Linked DNA regions of Mus musculus: all the other regions are linked to region 1. The links are chromatin contacts, called in public HiChIP or PLAC-seq and promoter capture Hi-C maps. All regions are on one chromosome and are shown on one strand. The core of a region is the stretch at or near the end of the contact, and the rest is flanking DNA. Distances in the headings are between cores, read along the strand shown.

Region 1 (4,980 bases), core at 669-3,168:
GCAGTGGGACACTGTCGTGCGAAGTGTCCAGGCTGACCACATTTAAAACAGCTTTTCTGCCGGCTGGCTTGCTGAAGAGCCGCGCCTAATGCCATAACAGGCTGAAGAGCTGCACCCATTGCAAGACTGACTGTCTGGGACATTTTGTGAGTGAACATATCTACATCACGGCAAAGATGAATCATCTCATTAAGATCCTTGTTTCTAATCTTACCGCGCAAGACAGCTTTGCATGCCGAATTAGCATTTTCATAAGCCAATTGTTTAACAAGTTTATTGTCTGCATGACCCAGGGTCCTCTCTGCAGTCTCAAGCAAACGACTCACAAAATCACTATAGTCTTCCTGGGCTCCTTGAATGACTTTGGTTAGAGGCGTAATAACTGAACCTTTCATAGGAATACCGCGCCAAGCTCCCAGGGCTGCATTAGCAGTCTGAGCCAAAAGACCCACAGAGAAGTGTTTTTGCCTGGCTTCTGTCGCGTATTTACCTTGACCAGAAAGCTTTTCAAAGGTCCAGCCAGCAGATGGCGCCCGAGGATTTTTCTGATTAGCCACTGCAATTGTCTGGCACCGATCGAGGAAATCGGCTTTCCATGAGAGAAATTGCCCGCGTGTTAACACAGTTTGGATTACTTTGATCCACTCACTAGGGAGCATATGTTCGCCTCCCGGAAGAGCTTCTAGGAGCGAAAGCGTGTAGGGGGCAGATGGGCCATAAGTTCTAACCGCAGAGTTAAGCTCTTTTAAGAGCTTAAAACGTAGTCTGCGGAATTCTGTTTGTTGGACAGGAGCAGAAATTTGTTCCTCTGGCTCACGTTCTACTTCGTTTTCACACTCATAATCTTCTCCGCCCTCGCTGTTAGTGTCCGAGGAGAGGTCGGCCTGGGGCCTTTCTAAAGGCCCAATTTCTGCAGAAGCAGATTCGGCACGGGTGGCTGGGGGCTGTGTCTCCGCCGTAGAAGTGGGCGGGTCGTAGCTAGCAGCTCTCGTGGAGCGAGTAATTACGGGGGAAGCCAATGTTTTAGTTTTTACCGCTCGCGGAGCTTTCTTTTTTACGCCGCCCGAGGCTGAGGCTGGGGGAGGGGCAAGGATAGTCTCTTTTAAAGAATTTTGGAGTGAAGCGAGCTCTGTGGAAAGGCGGGCGTACTGTTGCTGGAGCTCTAAAACTTCTTGTAATCCTGCTACCTGAGACGCGAGCTTGTCTTTAGCATCAATGAGAGTAGGGACCGGCAGCGCCTGGGGCCACGGCTCGGGAGCGCAGATTGGTGGCAGGTAGGACGAGGCATTGCAGGGAGGAGCTGAAGCGCCCGGCAATCGCTCGGGCTTACGGGGACGGACTATCTCTTCCTCTAAAGTGTCTGTGTCCCCAGAAATTAAAGGGCTTTCAGCCAAAGATTTTTTAAATTCTAGATTGATCAGTGGCGGGTCAGCAGGCAATGCGCTTACCGGGATATGGGGGTAGAGAGCAGTCTGCAGGACTTCGGGCCTGTCTGCAGCTATTGGAGGCTTTTTAGTAGGGAGGGAGCTCTCTGAAGCTTCCAGAGACAGGGGACAGAGGCAATATTCTGCCACTGACAAAGGCTGCTGTTTCTCTGGATCATCAACTGCACTTTGTATTAAATCACGGATTAGACTCCAATAAGTAAATATATTTGCAGGAATAGCATCGGGGTCCTGCTTTGCCAAAATTTCACTTAATTCTCTTCCTACTCTTATCCATTTCTTACAATGTATCTCTGCGCCATCTATAATAAACCATGGACCTGCCTGGTCTATGAAAATAAAAAAGTTTATCAAATCTTTCTTTTTAACTCTAACTCCTCTTTCCCTGAGAGCCACCTTTAAGCCTTTTATAAAGGCTGCCTCTTTAGAAAGCTTAGTTCCCATTTCTCAGTGGAGATGAATCACTTACCAAGGATTTCTCTCTCCGGTGAGCTGCTGAAGCAGTCCTTCACTTCTTTTTTCTTGGGGTCCCTACGAACTTCTCTGGGGGAGTCAAACTCCGTAATCTCCACCTAAGGCAAAACGCTCCGAACCTCAGTTAGGCGCCACTTGTCCCACCCAGCAGGACCCAGTTCTTCCTGGGTGCAAGGGGGACCACAAACCTGAAGAGAAATGCGAGGAAAGGAAGGAGACGCAGAGACAAAGAAGGGTTCCTATCAAGGTCTCAGTTTATTAGGCTGAAATGCCAGGTTTTAAGGGGAATAGGGAGGGGTTGAGGGGGATCAACTAAGAACAAAGAAGTGGGCATCTGGGGACATGAAGGCCTAATTCAAACTGCAGGCGGCCAGGCACTCTTATCTCTGGAATGTAGAATCCTCCTTAACAGCCTTGGGTGTCAGGCTGGGCTCAGCTTGTAACTCATGTCCTTTGAAGTCTTGGGAGTCAGGAAGAGATAAGGAAGAGGGGACTATAATTCAGCTTTTTACAGCCTCAGGTGCCAGGAAGGAAACAGGGAGGAGGGGGTGAAGACCAGCTCCTTAGCACAAGGCCATTTGGCTTGTTAGGGTGGAAAACTTTGAAAGGCCTACTTTCTTATGGTATGGTCTCCAACATTTAGGGTGCCCATCTATGTCCTCATACAAATAAACAAAACAAAATAAAACAGGACCCCTGCTAGTCATCCTACACCCAAGTCTCTCACTAACATGCAACCAAATTAGGTGTTTATAGTACACACTAAAAATCAAGCTTGCCCTGCAAGATTGAGTACATAATAAGGTCAAAAATAAGCAGGATAGGAAATAAAGAGATGAACCCACATACGAATGTGTTCACCAAAAGACAAAGCAGAGCAGCAGAAAGATGAGACCAGCTGCTGGGTAAGACTGTGCCCTCCTGATTACTCAGCTAAAAAGGAAGGGGAGGGAGTGATGTCCCCTGCAGGAGGATTGTTAAGATGTGCTCTGCATTCATTCAGGGTGCCACAGGGTGCTGAGGACCAGATTTGCAAAGTTGTAAATTACTCCATGTCACCTTTGCTGCTCTGAGCCCCAAGGACTCTCTTATGAAGGAAGGGTCCTTCTTCCTCATATGAACTTCCCAGCTAAGCTCACCAATGGCCAAGAAAGGCTGATGCTCTCAAAAAACTCAATTTATTTCTCTGCTGTACCCTGTAGAGTCAAAATAGCTAATACTGGTTGACTGGGAAGATGAGAAACTTTGTCAGGCAAAGTAATACTGCCCCAGGGTGGATCCCTATACTTCGCTCCAACCCAGGTCACCTAGCTGTGAGCATATCTTGACTGTCTACTCAAATCCTCAGTGAAATACTTAGGATCTGGAGGTTGGGCCCTGGAGCTCTAAAAATCAAGGTTCAACCACCCTTCCTCCACAGCACAGTTACACAGACTAGTAATAACAAAACACAGAGAAGAGACACTTAGTAGAGGTGGCCACATTGAAAGGGGAACAGAGAGGGCCACTCTCTGGCATCCCTACTTGATATTCAGATTTAAATGGAGAGGAGGTGTCCATAGCTAAGCAGTCCTGGTCAAAGTATGGTCATGCCCATTACCAACCCATCATTCTCATGGCTCTCATAAGGTGGAATCTTCCCCAGGAATGAATCCCCTCCCATCCTTTACCTGCCCATGGGTCCATACAACTCACTGGAATACAGTAGAAGAACCTGGGAATTCAGAACCTCCCTCTAGATTTAGATCTGTGCTGTGACCTTGTAACTCTGGCTGACCTGTAACTCTCTATAAAGACCCAGCTAGCTTAGAACTCACAGAGATCTGTCTGCCTCTGGCTCCCAGATGCTGGGATGAAAGACATACATGTCCACACTCTAGTTTGTTGAAAAACACTACACTTACACAGGATGATATTTTCTAAGAAAGGAAAGTCATGTTGGGAAGAAAGGATGGGGCAATTCCCTCAAATCCCGCTTGTGAATACCAAGGTCTGGCATAGCCCAGGAGAAGAAGATGACCAAGTGACCTGTGAGTCACAGGTTTCAGGTCAGAGGAGGAAGCCACCAATGTTACAGCCTGATGAGAGTGAGTGCTGAGGTGGGCAAGTGGAGCCTGAAACCCAGGAGGCAGGCACACAAACAGCAGGAAGTGCTAGTGATGGGATGGGATGGGAACAAGGTTTGCCCATGTCTCTTTACAGCTCAAAGGAAGGGGGCTGGGCATCTTCTGATGGACACTTGTTAATGTTTACAAGTTAATGGGAACATCTGTGGGAAGGAAGATGAGGTAGTCTGCTTGAGAAAGGAAAAGGGAAACAAGTAATATATAGGACCAGACAACACCATGCACAAGAGAATCCTAAGCTATGACACATCCAGGATCCAGGAAGTGAGCATGGGCATCCTCACACCTGACTTGGGCAGGATATAAAGACCCCAGGGTCAGAAGGCTCCACACCAGCACACCTTCCTCTCCACCTGCTCCTCTGATCTACTCCATCCTCAACCAAACACCAGAGCCATGACCTGCTGTGGCTGTTCAGGAGGCTGTGGCTCCAGCTGTGGGGGCTGTGGCTCCAGCTGTGGGGGCTGTGGCTCAGGCTGTGGAGGCTGTGGCTCCAGCTGCTGCAAACCTGTGTGCTGCTGTAAGCCTGTGTGCTGTTGTGTTCCTGTCTGTTCCTGCTCCAGCTGTGGAGGCTGTGGCTCCAGCTGTGGTGGATGTGGCAGCTGTGGCTCCAGCTGTGGAGGCTGTGGCTCCAGCTGTTGCAAGCCTGTGTGCTGCTGTGTGCCTGTCTGTTCCTGCTCCAGCTGTGGAGGCTGCAAGCCCTGCTGCTGCCAGTCCAGCTGCTGCAAACCCTGCTGCTCTTCAGGCTGTGGGTCTTCCTGCTGTCAGTCCAGCTGCTGCAAACCCTGCTGCTGTCAGTCCAGCTGCTGCAAGCCCTGTTGCTCCTCAGGCTGTGGGTCTTCCTGCTGTCAGTCTAGCTGCTGTAAGCCCTGCTGCTGTCAGTCCAGCTGCTGTAAGCCCTGCTGCTGTCAGTCTAGCTGCTGCAAGCCCTGCTG
Region 2 (4,980 bases), core at 1,835-4,334, 380 kb before region 1:
TTTTTTCTGCATCAAATCTGGGTCCCTTTAACTTAACAATTTGGAAAAAAAAATTTTTTTTAACTCAGACACCAATTGCAAAATCCAGTACCATCCTGTATCCTTTTCATCCCCCGTGTTGGCTCATGCCTGGTGTCCTCAAACATTAGGCAATATTTTCCAGGCCCCCCAAAACACACTTAGTGTTAGCCTTGGGTCACAAAAAGGTTCTGATTTCTCCCACTGCAATACCAGCTATACACCCACTCAGCCCCCCTACATTTCAAACACACCCCCCCCACACACACACACACACTATCTTGCACAATCTCTGCAGATTGCAAATTTGGGGGATTGGTTCTCAGGCCCCATAATTTAGGAACCCATAATCTCTATTCCTTGTAATGTAGAGACTGGCCCTGAAGGACCAGGAAACTTTAGATTCAGAAATTATCTTCCTGGGCCCCCCCAAATTCAGGTACTCCAAAACAAATTGAGATTTTTTTCTTCCAAAGAGTTCGGTTTTTATTAAACTTTAATGAACTTTGTTGAATTTATGACTTCTACTGGAGTCTCCCTATATTTGGATAATGTTTTATGGTCCCCAAAGCACACTGAAAAAAAAAGTCCCAGATCCCCCAATTCCTAGGTTTTAAAGGTCTGTGTCTTACAAATTTCCTAGCTACTAATTCTATTCCCTGCAATTTAGATTTCATCATCCATTGGGTAATTTTTATTGATCCACAAAACAGGGAGTATGTTTCTCCAAGAACAAACATTGTCCAAGAAAACATACAAACTCCCCCTTGTTCAACAAAAAGATCAATAGGAATCTGTTTAGGAAATTAAAATATTAAAAGACATTGATTTTTTCTGGCTTTCTCAAATGGACTTCTTGCATTTCTAATTCCACCACATTTAGACAGCATTTCCTCATTCTCTAGAGGACTTCTCTGAAGCCACAGAAATTAGAGGTGATTTTTCCCGGGTGTTGTAGGGCCCACTGGCTTCAGGGTGAACCCTAGTCTCCACTCCCACCCCTCAAAAGAACTGACCTGAATTCCCTAAAATCCATCTGTTGTTTTTCATCTCCCATTTTTAAGCAATTAAAATTAAGCTCCCCTAAATTTCATGTTGGGAATTTTCTTAAACCCAACAGCAACAACAAACCACCTAACTTCTACAAATTAGTCTAGGATTTTGTGGGTTCCCCAAGCTTTCTAACCAAGATATTGGGTTCCCCTCGTTAGGCCTGGATCAAGATGCCCCCCATTTTTGCATAGAATAATTTTCCTCATTCCCCAACTTGGATTCTAATTTTTCTGGAATCTCAAATTTAGTCATTCGCCACAGTTTTCCCATTTATGGAGTCGCCTTCGAGTCCCCCTACTTTGGGCCGCTCATTCCCAGGACCGCAAATCAGACAAGGGTCTGACTTGGGATCCCCGAAATTTGATCATTGTTTCCGCTGGCCACTTTCGGCAGCTTCCCGTCCTGCGCATAACAGTGGTATCGGCCTCGTCACTTCTCCTACGGTGTCCCAGCGGCAGCACAGATTTTGGAAAAGTGTGTGTGCCCCAAACACGCACTGGACACTGCGCGGCGGCCAGGACGTGGGCAGTGTTGCTCCCGTGTCCAGGAAAACGACTGGGCATTGCCCCCAGTTTCCCCCAAATTTGGGCATTGTCCCCGGGTCTTCCAACGGACTGGGCGTTGCCCCGGTTCACTGGGGACTGCCCTTGGGGTCTCGCTCACCTTCAGCAGCGTCCACTTCAGCAGCTCCCACTTCATCCGCTCTCCCGCCCTTCTCCTCCGATCCTCCTGCGCCAGCGGACCCGACCTTCGGCCTTGTGGTGAGCTCCCCGTGGCGCGCTCCCTCGTGCCCCAGCTCTTCCACTGCGGGGCACCGGCTACCTCGCAGTTTGTCCTCAGGGCTGCTGCGGAGTAGCGCGGGAGCGGGCTGCTGGCTTCTCCCTCGGCGGCAGCGCTCCTTTGGGCTGGGCGCTCCGAAACGCGCGCCACTTTGTGTGCACTCTGCAAACAACGCGGTGGTAGGGAAAGCGCCTGGGCGGCCAGGAAGCGGGAAGGGCAGAGCGCTCGGGCGGCTTGGAGCCTCCAACCCTACAGGTCGAGGGCTTGGGGAAGCGAGTGTAGAGCGCGGGCGCGGTGATTGATGGTCGGGCCGGGAGGTTAGCCCCGGGTGCACTGGTTTCCGCCAGTAGTGGCCCTTTAGAGGCCTAGAGGTGCGGAGGTCGGGAGAGGGAAACAAGGTGCACCGGTTTAGAAGTGATTTTGACTTGGTAAAAATCACAATGGCTTCTTATATCTGAAACCACCCGGGGAGAGTTTCTTAATAGCCCGGAATTATCGCATTGGCCCCTGGGGCCGAACCTGCAACTAAGCAAATTCAAAGTGCTGAGGACAGGGAACTGTTATCTGCTCATACTGGGTGGGGTCCCAAAGGCGCGCCGCTTAGAAGCACTTCAGTGAGCTCTGGTTTACAGGTCTGGTTTGAGCTACGTTTCCCGCCCTGCTTCTTTTTCTGCTGAAGGGCGCAGACATTGTGCGGGGGCTCCACGCGGGGCCCAGATTTGGCGTGGCCAAGCCAGCCTTCCCTTCATGGTGCACCTGGTGGCCCCCCAAAGGCTGCTAGGAGATCCCAGGCAAAGCAGAGGTTAGGGGCGCTTAGTAAGATCTATCTGGCTGCTATTCGAGGTGCCTCACAGCCCGCCCTGCCTGCTCAGGCAGGTGGAGGCTGCGCGCTCCCCCCCCCCCCCCCAGCCGATCCAGGGGACTGTCCCCTGCTTAGCAAGTAGGTCCCTGTGAGAACCCTCTACCCAGCTACCTGCGCCTTAACTCAGTCGGCCGGGATGCGCCTACCTTGTAACCCTCTAACTGAGCACAGGTCCTGCCACTACCACTGAGGCCTAGGGTGCCACGCACGTTGGTTCGCACCACGCGCCCATGTTGCACAAGCACAGGGCACCCCGGAAACATGACATGGGACCTCGATTTTTAGGGATAGACACCCAGGATTTAGTGGGCCTGTTGGGGCGCACAGCCCCCCCCCATCTTTGCCACCAGGCACTCCACTCCCCCCCCCCACCGGCAACCCCCGTGCCCAGGGCCCCCGACCCGCATTCCCCGCGTGGCTCGAGTTGCGGGGGCGGTCCCGGGGCGGGGCGAGGGCCCTGCGGACGCCCATTGGCGCGGGCGTAAGGCCAGCGGGGCCCGAGCGGGCGCCGAGCCGCGGGGTGGCGCGGCTATAAGAACCGGGCGTTGGCGCCCGGAGTTCGCCTGCTCTCCGGCGGAGCTGCGTGAGGCCAGGCCGGCCCCCGGCCCCCCCTTCCGGCCGCCCCCGCCTCCTGGCCCACGCCCGCCCGCGCTCGGCCCGCCAGCGCCTCCATCCGGGCTGGCGGCCCCGCGTCGACGCCGTCCGCCACCTCGCTGCTGCTAACTCCTGTGCAGGGCGCCGTCGGCGGGGCCGCGCTCCGTCGGGCCTGCGGATCTCCCCACCGCCTCCTCCTCTATCTACCTCAACACCCCATTCCTGCTTCGCCAGAGGAGGCGGTCCCCACCGCAGGCAGTCCGGCTTGCAGGTCGCCGGCGTTGTCATCCCCCGCGCTTCCCCTCCCAGCCCTCCCCGGTGCGCAGCCCGGCTGCTCCCCTCTTTTCGCTGCAGTCCCGAGCAGCTGAGGCGCCGCCACGCCTGTCCCCCCCACAAGAAGCCCGGGCTTACGACGGCTGAGGGCTCCGTCGACCCTAACCGAGCTGGGTGCCCGTGGCCGGGGTGACGCCTCCATTCCTCCCCCCTCAACACCGTCCTCGGTCCTTCGAAGTTGCATCCTCTCCTCTGCTTAGGGTGCGCCCCCCCTCGCGCACCCGCTTACCCGCCACCTTTCCTAAGCTCCCCTCCTGCCCCCTCCCCGTTCCTCCTCGCCTCAGACTCCCTCCCCCTCACGTCCGCCCTCTGCCTTCGCCTACCCAAGTGGATTAATTATACGCTTTCTGTTTCTCTCCGTGCTGTCCTCTCCCGCTGTGAGCCTACCCGCCTCTCGCTGTCCTCTCTCCCTCTCTCCCTCTCTGTGGTCCCCCCCTTTCACGTTCACTCTGTCTCTCTCACTATCTCTGCCCCCCAACTATCCTTGATACAACAGCTGACCTCATTTCCCGATACCTTTTCCCCCCCGAAAGTACAATATCTGGCCCGCCCCAGCCCTAAGATACCCTAAAGAAGCAGAAGAGACGCCCCCCTCCCCACCAAAAAAGCCATCTCCCCGTTCTGTCCCGTCGCACATTCGGCCTCTGCGACTCGGGCAGAGCGGCGCTGGCAGAGGAGTGCCCGGCAGAAGGGCCTTCGCCCGCTGTTCGGTTTGCATACCCGCAGCAGGGAGATGGGCGGCAGCGTCGCCGGCTTCCAGGTAAGGGCTCTCAGGGGCCCTGGGAGTGGGGGGTGCGCAGAGCCCGGCTTGGGCATGGCGGGACTGGTGCGGTGGGTGGGGGGCTGGGGGCTCGTTCCCTAAGCAAACTTTTGTTCCCCCTTGCGCCATGGAGTGGGGGAAGGGGCGGGGGTATGGGGGCTGTTGGGGAGGGGGTGTGTAAGTTGAACTCACAGGAGACTTCCTGGTGCTTTACTGTGTGTTGGGGAAGGGGGGGATGGATGAGCTGCATAAAATGTACGATTCGTGCTGTGCAGGCCCTGTACACCCCCCCCCAAGGGTGCTGAGTGATGAGGAGGGGGGCAGAGTCTCCGAAGCCCACCCTGGTATGTTGACTTTGTGCCAATGAGACAGGAAGGAAAAGTGGGTGGGCGGGGCCAAGAGCCCCCCAAAATTGGTAAAAGAGTCAAGCCAGACCCCACAGTTAGCTTTTCCCCCCACCCACACACCCCAACTCTGTCCCCAACATTCCCAACCTGGAATGTTGGGGGGAGAGGGGACGGTTTCGGGCTCAGAAGGGCAGAAATGTTACAGTTCAAAGAGAAATAACTGCCCCTGCCTT
Region 3 (4,980 bases), core at 1,072-3,571, 290 kb before region 1:
CATAGCATTCAATGATTCATAAGGGTCATGGGGTGGTACAACACACATTTCTTGGGTAGCTCCTTCAGTCTTGCGCCCTTCACGATCGATCGGTTCACTCTCCACGCTGTGCAGATTTGGCTATAGCTAAATGGACAGACGATGCCGCGTGGTGGCAGTACAATACTACATATTGCTCGGCAGACGCGGCATAGGTTGGGGTCCGCTGTGACAAAGCTTTGAGTACCCCAGGTTCAACAAAGGGATCAGGCATTTGTGCACTTACGGAATGGTCCCCTTCTGCCTTGGGACTCCTCAAGCTAGCCAGATCTGTTCAATCCAAACTCAATACAGAATCGGTTATAGGCGGGAGACATAGAAACTGCCGCGTGCGTGCGTCCACCGAAACCCCATAGCCATAAAAGCAGAGGCTGGGGTTCAACCATTGCAATGTCCCAGGTAACCTAGGAACTGTAGCAAGAAGTTGCAAAGCTGAGATTAGAGACTAGGAGAAGTCAGGGATCCGCTTAGTTTGAAGTGAAGCAGGAGGGTGGGTAGCAAGAGGGAGCATAGCGGGTGTGGCATGGTGGGGTTGTATAGCGTGGGTTATAGCGAGGGGGTATAATGGGGAGGTATAGTGGAAGTATAGTGGGAGGTATAGTAGGGGTATAGCGGGGGATATAGAGGGAGTTATAGTGGGGGTATAGCGGGGGCATAGCGGGGGCATAATGGGGGACATAGTGGGGGGCATGGCAGGAGGGGCATAGTGGGGGTATAATGGGGGTGTAGTGGGGCGGTATAGTGTGGGTATAGTGGGGGACATAGCGGGGGTATAGTGGGGGTATAGCAGGGAGGGTATAGTGGGGGTATAGCAGAGAGTATGGGGGCCATAGGGGAAGTATGGTGGGGGGTATGGCAAGGGGTATGGTGGGGAGGATGACAGGGGGGATATAGCAGGGGTGTAGTGGGGAGGATATAGTGGGAAGTATAGGGGAGTATAGCAAGGGTGATGTGGGGGGTGATGGGAGACAGAGACCAACTGCCACCACACCAGTGAATAGCTTACATGTGATGGCCAACCCTCGGCCTTTAGTCTGCTGATGCTGCCAGGGTTCTTGAGGCTCATTAGAAGATGGGGTCATTCTTTTCCATCTTATATACCGATCTCTGAAAAGGATCATTTGTTTAAGAGCGCAGAGATAGCCACAACCACCACAAGGTGACAGCACAGACACACATTACAGCGCCAAGATAATAGAGGCTGGGGTCTATTTATGACCAAATTGGAGGTGTCCGTCAGTATCATAACTTAGGGTCCACCCACAGCAATGACCAGGGCTTTTCACAGAGTAAAAATGAAGGATCACTAGGAGCCAGAAATGAGTACTCAGCTGACATGCAGCCACTAGGCTGAGGATCTGCCAAGGTGCTATTGCACCTCACATAGGTGAGAACCACTGCTGAGTGGTCATGACTGGTCAGCCCTTGAGTCCTCCTCCCATCTGGAGCTCCGGTCACTTCCATCTAGAGCTGCTCTACTCTCTGGTGCCCTGATTTGTGGATGCTGACTCTGTGGATTTCAGCTGCATAACTTTCAACAGAAGCTAAGAGCAATGGTATACGCACGCACGTGGCTGGAGGGACAGGGCATCTCTCCTGTCCCCATTCTATCACTGATAGTAGTACTTCAGTAGGATAGGGAGACCATACTGTGCCTCCGGTTGACTGGGGTGACCAAGACCAGACTGTAAGATAACTAATAAAACTCATCGCAAGAGAGTCCTGACAAACGTGACGACTCACCCAGAAAAGGGACGGTGAGGAGTGCCCAAATTAGCTACTACCTTGTTGAAACCACTGCGGCCAGATAAGGTCAGTCAAGCAGACTAGGACAAAGGCTGGGGGTTAGCCACTCGTAGGCTGTTCATACTCCGTGGGATAGTATGAGACCCATGCCCTCAAATTCCCATTGTGGTCATTATACAAACTGAGTAAAGGGCAGCTTCAGTGTGGCAGGGTGCCTGGGGCACCACCGTTCTATGAAGGGCTTCAGCAGGCTACGGGGCTATATGTTCTCGACATCAAGGGAGATATCTGGGGACAATGCCAGGCCCTGTCTAAGGGATTCCAAAGTGGGAGTTGTGGTGAGGCTGTCTTTGGAGAATTTCAGGACGGGTGCGGGTGTGGGGTGAGGCGAACGTGCGCTGGAACGATACAGGGTGGAGGTGGGCCCTGCGGGGGCCCCGGCGGGGCCATGTACTGATTGGTTGACAGAGTAGGGGCGGGAATTCTGGGCGGAGCCACTCCAGTTAGAAAAAGCCCGGGCTAGAGGGCCCGAAGCACCGGGTGTGGGAGGGGGGTGGGGGGTGGGGGTGGGGGGTATCGGGGAAACTGGGGAAGATGGGAGAGCTGGAGGAGAGTCGTGGGGTCCGAGGAGCACCTCGGCATCTGGAGTCTGGCAGGAATGTTGAAGGACTGAGGGGCTAGCTCAGGCAGAGCAAAGGCATCGCAAAGGCTGGAAAACATCGGAGTGAAGCTGAAGGGCCTGAGCTAGGGTTGGAGAGGAATGGGGAGCCAGACATTCATCCCGGTTACTTTTGGTTACAGGACGTGGCGGCTGGTCGGATAAAGGGGAGCTGCTGGGAAGGGTTCGACCCCAGACCTGGGCAGTGAAGGTATAGCTGGCAGCAGTGGGCAGGTGAGGACCGCCGTCTGCTGGGCAGGTGAGTCTCCTTCTTCTCTCTTGGCCTCGCTCCACTGACCTTCTAAACGAAGGTTTAGAGAGGGGGCCTGGTGAGAAGAAGCGGCTGGCCTCGCAGCAGAATGGCACATAGAAAGGCAGGATAGTTAGCAAAGGAGACATCGTCTCGGGGGGAGCCGAGACAGAAGGAGGCTGGGGGACCATTGGCGACCCCAGGTGGAAAGAGCTCTTAGAGAGAAGAAAGAAGAGGTGCAGGGTTGCCAGTAAAGACTGAGGCCGCTGCCTCCAGGGAGGTGATAGGAGTCCTTGGAGACAGTGGCAGAGACCATGGGATCCAGCAAGAACAGAAGCATTCTAGGCTGGGGTCAAACAGGGCAAGATGGGGTCACAAGACACAGATGGGTCCCCAGCCGCCACAACATCCCACCCACCGTAATTCACTTAGAAGAAGGTTCAAGAGTGGCTCTGGCAAAGTCCCAAGTTTGCCAGAGCCTCAATAACTGGAGAATGGAAAAGAAGGGCAGTGCAGGGTGTCACCAGAAGGGGAGTGGGGGCTGCAGGTATCGGACTCCAGAGGGATTTTACAGCAAGGAGGCTGCAGTGGGTCCAGCCTGCAGACACACCATTCCCATGAGGCACTGCGGCCCAGGGACTGGTGCGGAAAGGGCCCACAGTGGACTTGGTACACTGTATGCCCTAACCGCTCAGTCCCTGGGTCTGGCATGACAGACAGAACATTTCCAGGGGAGTCAAGGGCACAGGATGAAGCCAGACGAGGCGAGGCAGGCGGGGCAGAATGAATGAGTTTCTAGGGAGGGAGGTTGGGTGCAGGTAGAGCGAGTAGCTGGGGTGGTGAGCCAGGGAGGCACTGGCCTCCAGAGTCCGTGGCCAAGGAGGGCCTTGCGGGCGGCGACGGAGCAGTGATCGGTGTCTCGAAGAGCTCGGACTGGAGACTAGGGTAAGTGTCTGTCCCGCTCGTGGTCACCCAGTCTCCTCCCACGCAAGTTCAATTAACTCATGTCTTCATTTCTCCCTATAGCCAGGTCTCCAGCAGAGGTGGATGTGCCTGCCAGTCACTGAAGGCGAGGATGACAGGTGTGGTCAATGTGACAGAAAGACATGACATGGTCCGGTGTGATGGAGAGGACAGAAGGGCAGTCATCCAGCCTTCTTGGTGAGCATACTCCCTGCCACAGGGCTAGTCCGCTCAACCACCTAATTGTCCACCCACTCACTCAGGATTCTGTCCTTTGCAGAACACCATGGGCTGGCGCCTTGTCGTAGAAGCCGTCTGTTCTTTCACTTTTCCCAAAGAGCTAACACTTCTCTGCTGCTCTCTGGATCCTCCTCCCCCTACCTTGAACCCTCAAGATGAAAGGTGAGTTCTCTTCTGCCCCATGTGGGTGGGAGAGGGTGGGATGCCAAGGACAGGGGTCTCATTCTCTCCCACCCATAGAAATGGTGCTACCCAGCTCATGTCTGGGCCTTTGAATCCGGGGACTTCTTTAAGTCCGTCTCGTTCTGAATCAAGAAGATGCTGCAATCAGAACCACTACACTACCTGCCTCAGGAATCTGCTCCAAGGTGAGCTGGGGCACCCTTTGGAAGCTTGCCAAGCCCACTCCCCACCCCACCCCCCGCCCCACCTCATTTGTCTTTATTCTCTTTGCAGGTGAAGCTGAAAGAACAGATGGTGTCAACATTTTGAAAGAGCAGACTCATAGCACCCACCCACCCCTGAGAATCCATCTTCATGGCCAACTCTGCCTGACCCGGGAGACCACCACCCACATCATCCTGGAGCCAAGCCTCTACCCCGGGATGACTTCATCATCTCCCTCCTGTCTTTTTCTTCTTCCTCCTTTCCTGTAATTCTGTTTCTTTCCTTTTGTTCCTTCCTTGCTTGAGAGACTCAAAGCACCCGTGACTCTGTTTCCCCATTTACCCCCTTTTGAATTTGCACTAAGTCGATTGCACTGGTTTGGAGTCCCGGAGATAGCTTTGAGTCTCTCCGTATGAATGTATACAGCGAGTGTGTAAACCTCTTTGGCAATGCTGCCCCAGTACCCACCTGTCGTCCATCTCCGTCTGAGGGCAACTGGGTGTGGCCGTGTGCTTGAGGCCTCGCCTTCCCCTCGCCTAGTCTGGAAGCAGTTCCATCATAAAGTGTTCAACATGCCCTACTTCATCCTTTGCCCCTCCTCACCAGGGCCTCACCAGAGGTCCTGGGTCCATCAATAAATACAGTTACAGTCATTGGTCTCGTGGACTTCAATATAATGCGACTCATGGGGGGAGGT

The links. Promoter capture Hi-C pulls out the DNA fragments that hold promoters and counts their contacts. HiChIP or PLAC-seq counts read pairs in DNA pulled down with a chosen protein or histone mark.
Region 2: a promoter capture Hi-C map of embryonic stem cells shows a contact between it and region 1, with 10 times the contacts expected there. The contact joins the promoter of Igf2os here to the promoter of B130016D09Rik in region 1. A contact is called at or near these places in 24 of 39 promoter capture datasets (the 3T3-L1 cell line, 3T3-L1-derived adipocytes, the C10 cell line and 13 more), 2 of 15 datasets of contacts at CTCF or cohesin (pro-B cells and stem cell-derived epiblast-like cells), 6 of 484 Hi-C or Micro-C datasets (cerebral cortex and embryonic stem cells), 13 of 115 datasets of contacts at active chromatin or transcription factors (bone marrow-derived macrophages, embryonic basal ganglia, embryonic forebrain and 6 more) and 4 of 9 other capture datasets (adipose tissue, embryonic stem cells, liver and 1 more).
Region 3: a contact with region 1 is called in an H3K4me3 HiChIP or PLAC-seq map of embryonic stem cells, with 19 read pairs. The contact joins the promoter of H19 here to the promoter of B130016D09Rik in region 1. A contact is called at or near these places in 9 of 39 promoter capture datasets (3T3-L1-derived adipocytes, the C10 cell line, the HPC-7 cell line and 5 more), 2 of 15 datasets of contacts at CTCF or cohesin (CD8 T cells and pro-B cells), 2 of 484 Hi-C or Micro-C datasets (embryonic fibroblasts and embryonic stem cells), 9 of 115 datasets of contacts at active chromatin or transcription factors (bone marrow-derived macrophages, craniofacial prominence, embryonic basal ganglia and 5 more) and 4 of 9 other capture datasets (adipose tissue, embryonic stem cells, liver and 1 more).

The regions. Positions count from the first base shown.
Region 1 is chr7:142,280,401-142,285,380 of GRCm38.p6, reverse strand. It overlaps B130016D09Rik (a long non-coding RNA gene), which reads right to left and starts at 1,918. Exons shown (of 1, transcript XR_003946899.1): 1 at 1-1,918. It overlaps Gm45889 (a long non-coding RNA gene), which reads right to left and starts at 2,167. Exons shown (of 2, transcript XR_870059.2): 1 at 1,915-2,167. It overlaps Gm10013 (keratin-associated protein 5-1), which reads left to right and starts at 4,442. Exons shown (of 2, transcript XM_011242029.2): 1 at 4,442-4,980. The coding sequence starts at 4,442.
Region 2 is chr7:142,657,784-142,662,763 of GRCm38.p6, reverse strand. Igf2os (insulin-like growth factor 2, opposite strand) reads right to left here and starts at 3,084. Exons shown (of 4, transcript NR_002855.3): 1 at 1,735-3,084. It also overlaps a transcript of Igf2 not described here.
Region 3 is chr7:142,575,487-142,580,466 of GRCm38.p6, reverse strand. It overlaps H19 (H19, imprinted maternally expressed transcript), which reads left to right and starts at 2,321. Exons shown (of 5, transcript NR_130974.1): 1 at 2,321-3,638; 2 at 3,724-3,854; 3 at 3,937-4,058; 4 at 4,137-4,264; 5 at 4,353-4,937. It overlaps Mir675 (microRNA 675), which reads left to right and starts at 3,320; the gene lies at 3,320-3,403.